Regions from separate parts of the Mus musculus genome. Here region 1 is linked to region 2. A link is a contact called in public Hi-C data. All regions are on one chromosome and are shown on one strand. Each heading gives the region's core, a stretch centred on a gene start, on an enhancer-like site or on the middle of the called end of the contact. The rest is flanking DNA. Distances are from core to core; before and after follow the strand shown.

Region 1 (2,700 bases), core at 167-2,666, 170 kb after region 2:
TCTGTCACTGTGAATTCCTTCGAACCTCTTTAATTTTAGCCACCTGATCCTAGTACCTGGTTAAAAGCATGAAAGGCTCAGGAGTGAAGCCGGGTGTGTGATCTCCAGCGCTGGAAACTAAAAACAATGAAGCATCACCAAGAACGCGCAGGAAGAGTTTGCACAGACACCCTGGAGGAGCGTTGCTTTTCTTTTATTTCCTGGAAGAGGATGGTGGAACTTTCCCTCCTCCTGTAGCACGTGGTACCCAGCCTGGAAGACTTGTCCTCTTCTGGGTAGCTCCTCTCACCCCCATTCCTGGTCCAGGGTCCTTAGGGCCTGAGGGTGCCCTCCAAATGTCCCTCCTTGTATCCAAATGTCCCAAGGCAAAAGCGAGTTAGGAAGGAAAGGGTTTATTCGGCTTCCTTATCCCAGCCACACTGGATCATTGAGGGAAGCCAGGCACTCAACCAGGGCAGGACCTGAAGCCAGCGCCACGGAGGAAGACAACTTACTGGCTTGTTCCGTATGGTTTGCTCAGCTTGCTCTCTTAACACTTCAGAACCTCCTTTACAGAGGTGGCACAGCCCACAGTGATCTGGGCCCTCCCTCATCAATCATCAGTTAAGAAAATGCTCCATAAACAGGTCTACAGGCCAATCTGATGGGGGTATTTTCCCAATTAAGGCTGCTCTCCCCAGAAGACACTAGTTGGTGTCAAACTGACAAACAAAAACTACATAGACTAGGAATGGTGGCCTCTCAGAAACCCAGCGAGACCTTAGTATCCATTCCAGAGAGTTTCTCCTCCAGGAGGCTTCCCCAGCCGGCCTGAAATTCAGCTTCAAGTCTTTGTTTATGCATGACATCAGCCTGTCACTTTTCTTCCAGATCCCGCTGGTCGATCCAGGTCCTAGTGCAGCTGAAGTCAGGTTGCACCGTCTACTTTCAGGGACGTGTTGTTCCCTCACTAACCTTTCGGATATTTCCCTTGGAGCATCCATGGGGCTGTTTAACAGGAAGTTCCCAGTGTTGTCCTGCTGATGGATTGATCCCGGAATATCTCAAGACCTTCTTGGCCCCTGGGGAAGTGTGGCTTTGGAAAGGGGGCGGGGGGGGGGGTGTTAATCAGTGAGCGCTCCACACTGTCCTAGGGCGCCTGTCTTAGTGCTATGTCCTGGCTCCACCGCCAGAGGCTCCAGACAAGGCGGAATGAACAAGAGCGAGCCTGCTGGAAGGCTGCCACCAGAGACGGGCGCGCGGCAGAGGCCTTAGGCCACGCGCTACGGGCTCCGGGGCTGAAAAAGCTCGCAGGATTCGGCGCGCTCTAGGGGCTCAGCACCAGGCGCGTGCTCTCCGCTTTCCCGCCGGTCCCGCCCATCACTGCGCTCGCCCCGCCCCACGCGGCCACCTGCTACCCAGCGCGCGCCGGTGGAGGGCGCGGGAGCGCGCGCCCGGGCGCTAGCGAGGCCGGGAGGATGGCGCGGGCCTCACTAGTGCAGCCGGCGCTCTGGGCGCTGCTGTTGCTGCAGGTAGTGGGTCCCGCCGCGGCCGCCAAGCTTAACATTCCCAAGGTGCTGCTGCCCTTCACGCGGGCCACGCGCGTGAACTTCACTCTGGAAGCTTCTGAGGGCTGCTACCGCTGGTGAGGCGCGCGGGCCCGGCGGGAGGCGGCAGGTGCGCGCGGGAGGGGGCTTGGGCCGCAGGTGCGTGGCGTGCTCGCTCCAGCCGGCCCCGCGTGACCCCGCGGCGCGCGCGCTCTCTCTCTGCGCATGGCGCCTGGGCCACTCGCGTCTGGGCTGCGCGGGAAGAGGAGGCTGTGATCGCGGGCCATGGAGGGCAGCGCCGCACGTGGCCTCGGTCCCCAGCTGTCAGGGCCCTGAGGAGCTCCAGCTTGAGCAGCCACGCTCTGGAGTCTGTGGGAGACGGGGGAGGTGGGACTCACCCCTGGCGCCTGACTGGTGTGAGAAGAGTGTCTGTAGAGACCTGGGCAAGGAGTCTGTGGGAGACACACCACACCCGTTAAGCCACTTAGGGAGAGTCATTAAATCTTGGATGAAAGGACCATTTTCCAGCTCAGAAGTGGGAGGCAAAGGAATTAGATGCTGGTGGAGTAGGGTCTGCCTTGATGACCTGGCTTCCAGCAGGGTGTTGCGGTCCAGCCTTTGGCTAGGCAGATGAAGGGAGAACTTCTCGTTGCTGGGTGCAGGCTGAGTAGGGTGTGATCAGGTCACACCCTTGACCCACACCCTCACTAGTGCGACATAGTCCCTTCCTTCTCTCAGGCTACATTTTGCTGCCAGCCTCCTTAAGAATGTGTTTAGGTCATTGGTTCTCAACCTGTGGGTTAAAACCCAGTTTGGGGCCTCCTGTCAGATATTCACATTATGATTCCAACAGTAGCAACATTACAGTTATGAAGTAACAACAAAATAATTTTATGGTTTTAGTACAGTTCAACAACAGAGGAATTGTAGTAAAGGCTTACAGCATTAGGAAGGTTGAGAACCACTGATCTAGGCTAAGGCTTAACTAGCTAGGTGTGTGTGTGTTAATGTTCTATATGATGCCCAGAGCTCAGAGCCACATTCTGCTATATGTAGTTCTCAAATTTAATTTGTTTTAAAAGTCTGCCTCATAGGGGGTGGCACTGTACCTCTATAATTACTTCACTAGGGAGGCTGAGGCAGTAGTGCCGCTTTGAGGTCAGTCTGGAGTGTC
Region 2 (2,700 bases), core at 192-2,691:
CACCACTCACCTGCTTTATCTCCTCACCTGGCTCTCATGGAGCCATCCTGGTTTGCAGATGAGGACAGTGAGGCCTGGGAAAGTAGAGAGAGGGGCAGCTGCCCAGCCTGGCCCTTCCTCCATCCCACCCCTGCACCTCGGCCCGCCCAGTGCTGTCCTGGTCGGTCGGGACAAGACTCCGACTTGCAGAAGAGATTAGGACTAAGGAGAAAGAACGCCGTCCTGGCCCCGCGCATGCCCTGAGTATTTAAATTCTTTTTCATAATTATCTCAGATAGTAATTACTGCAGAAGCAGATGCGCTTATCGCAGACAAGAAGCCACCTGCCTTCCCATTTTTGTCAAAAGTGGAAACTGACATTATTTTTGCGTTTTGCTTCAATGGCTGTTTTCACTGTAAGTAGCACCTTCACCACAAGGAAAGCAACCCTGGAGAGGGAGGGGGTGTCCAAGCCTCAGGGTGATTATTCCAATCCTGCTGTGGGCATTGCTCAAGGGCTTGAGGGGAGAGAGGAACATACTTCCACAAAATGTACAGCTGGGGTTCACTCCTAGGGAGAAGCGGGCACCCCTCCCCCACTACACCCCTCCCCCACTACACCCCTTGCCCACCATAGGACTACAACCCTCTGGACTCACCCACCCACCACAAACATCAGTGTCCTGGACCTTGAAAGAATTGGCTCCCATGAGAAGTTCTCATAAGCCCCCAAGAGGATGCCCCTCCAAGGACTGGGCACTCGAAGCTCTCTCCTCTCTCACAGCTTAACTCAGGGGCCTTCAGTAACAAGAACAAGGGACAACCTGAGAACCCTCCATCAAGGAAAGGTCCTGCAACCAGGCAGGATAACTGACCTTCAGGAATCAGGTGGGAATCCCAGGCCTGGCTCTGCCAGCCTCTCTGGTCCCCAGTGTCCCTTCTGTCAAATGGACAGTCCCAAAGGATCTTGACCACCTCTTCCCTAATGAATAAATCATTCCTCCTGGAAAGCTTTTGGCGTGAACACCTGAACACGGGGGTCTCTTTCCACTCTCAGCCCCAAGTCACAAATTGTAATTGTCAAGAACTACAATTTAGCGTACTGGGTACCTGGAAGGCATTGCTCATTGAGTCATTTATCTTGCCCCCAAATCCCACATTATGGGTCCATTCTCATTCCTCCTTTTCACTCGGGGAAGCAGACTCAGGGTGGGTGAGTTTTCCACAGCCTTACAGCAAATCTACTAAAGCACTCAGTAATCCGTTCCCGAAGATGAAAATCTGATTGCTCCCATTTCCCAAGAGGAGGCACCGAGGTTCGGAGAGCTGTACCTCGGGTTTGGGGGAGTACAGACCCAAGCGTGAGCACAGAGGAACTGGAAGGGAGCCCTGAGGAGTTCAGCCTGCCTTCTGGAAGAGCCCCCTACTGGGCGTGCCACCTGTCCCTCCTCACAGCTGCGTTCTGCTGCCCTCGTGTGGTCAGAAAGGTTGACGGGGCTTCGAGCCTCTAAAAATTTGCGCGAACAGAACAGACGTGGTCAGAAGGCAAGAGTGTATGGGTAAAGAGAGAGAGCACAGCCCCGCCCTGGAGTCCTTCTCAGTTTCCACTGACTCCCTGTAGGCAAGCCACTTCCTACTCTTTGTCCTAGCAGATCTGTCTAGGACAGTCTTCCCTGACTTTATCTCTTTCCAACAGCGTCCCCCAGCCCTACCCATTAGCCATGATGTGGATGTATTGATTGTCCCTGTGCAGAAGTGAACCTGGCCTAGGTACTTCGCGGTAGAGGCTTGGAATGGGCCCTCTTCATCACCCTACATGCCTCTAGTCAGCGAACTTGAGCTGATTCGGCTGCAGGCCCTCTAATGTGTCAGGCAACAAGCCCCGCACTATAAGCATTCGCCCGCTGCGGGATGCTGTCCACTACAGTCTGCACACCAGTGGGCAGCCTCCGAGGGGCGTAGACTGTATGACGCGGGAGGACAACCGAGAGCACAACGACCAAGGGCGACGGTCTCTGCTGGGAGGAAGAGGGTGGTCTGGCACTGAATTTGCCTCCCAAATCAACCTGGGGGAGCCTCTCATTGTTCTTGTCTCGCCAGGAGGAGAAAAGTTTAGTCTAAATGCCGTCTGGTCCTCACGAGCACCTGCCAGGACACAGTGCTCAGCGACTTGCTTCTCTGTGTCTCCACTGCTGAGGCCCCGCATCGCCCAACCTACTAGTCAACCGTGCTGTGATGGGCAGGAACATGTGTACATCTGGGAGTGATCCAGGTTTCCTGTCGCAACCCGGTGAACCCGCTACTCGCAGCAATCTCATCTCACAAGGCAGGAAAATCAGACACCAAGAAGTCTAGGAACTTGCCTATGTCTCACAGATGGGAAAAGGCAGAACGGAGATCTGAATTCTGCGGGACAGGACAGGGCCGTGGGCTGCAGTGTCTAAGCCCTGCTCTCTACTGAAACCCTTAGCGCACCAGCCCTGCGATCTGGAGCAGAGACCTGCAATCAGCAGGGCTCAGAGTGTGTGATCTCCGGGTAGAAAGTTCTAGGACCTGCGCCTCGGCTTTCCGCGGACCAGCGCCTAGCGCCCCTGCGCCTGGATAGCTTTCTGCCAGAGCCACCGCTCGGACACACGCACTGACGATCCGCGACGCTCGCAGCGCCTCCTGGTGGCGTCCAACATCCTCAGCGGCGGTGGCTTTGGCGCACGCCCTAGCTGC

What was found. A called contact is a pair of places that touch in the nucleus more often than the background predicts.
Region 1: a contact with region 2 is called in a Hi-C map of muscle stem cells, with 2.2 times the contacts expected there. The contact joins the promoter of Nup210 here to the enhancer-like site in region 2. A contact is called at or near these places in 1 of 484 Hi-C or Micro-C datasets (muscle stem cells), 5 of 115 datasets of contacts at active chromatin or transcription factors (T-cell acute lymphoblastic leukemia, embryonic forebrain, embryonic stem cells and 1 more) and 2 of 9 other capture datasets (adipose tissue and pancreatic islet).

The regions. Positions count from the first base shown.
Region 1 is chr6:91,115,542-91,118,241 of GRCm38.p6, reverse strand. It overlaps Nup210 (nucleoporin 210), which reads left to right and starts at 1,416. Exons shown (of 40, transcript NM_018815.2): 1 at 1,416-1,624. The coding sequence starts at 1,458. Gm30364 (a long non-coding RNA gene) reads right to left here and starts at 1,021. Exons shown (of 4, transcript XR_003956467.1): 1 at 57-1,021.
Region 2 is chr6:91,285,557-91,288,256 of GRCm38.p6, reverse strand. No RefSeq gene overlaps it. Among named protein-coding and RNA genes, the nearest start is that of Fbln2, 74 kb to the right of the region's middle. Within about 2 kb of position 1,441, at least 49 of the 459 cell types and tissues checked have an H3K27ac peak or open chromatin away from gene starts, as enhancers often do. A contact at or near this core is called in embryonic forebrain, muscle stem cells and pancreatic cancer cells, where this site is marked.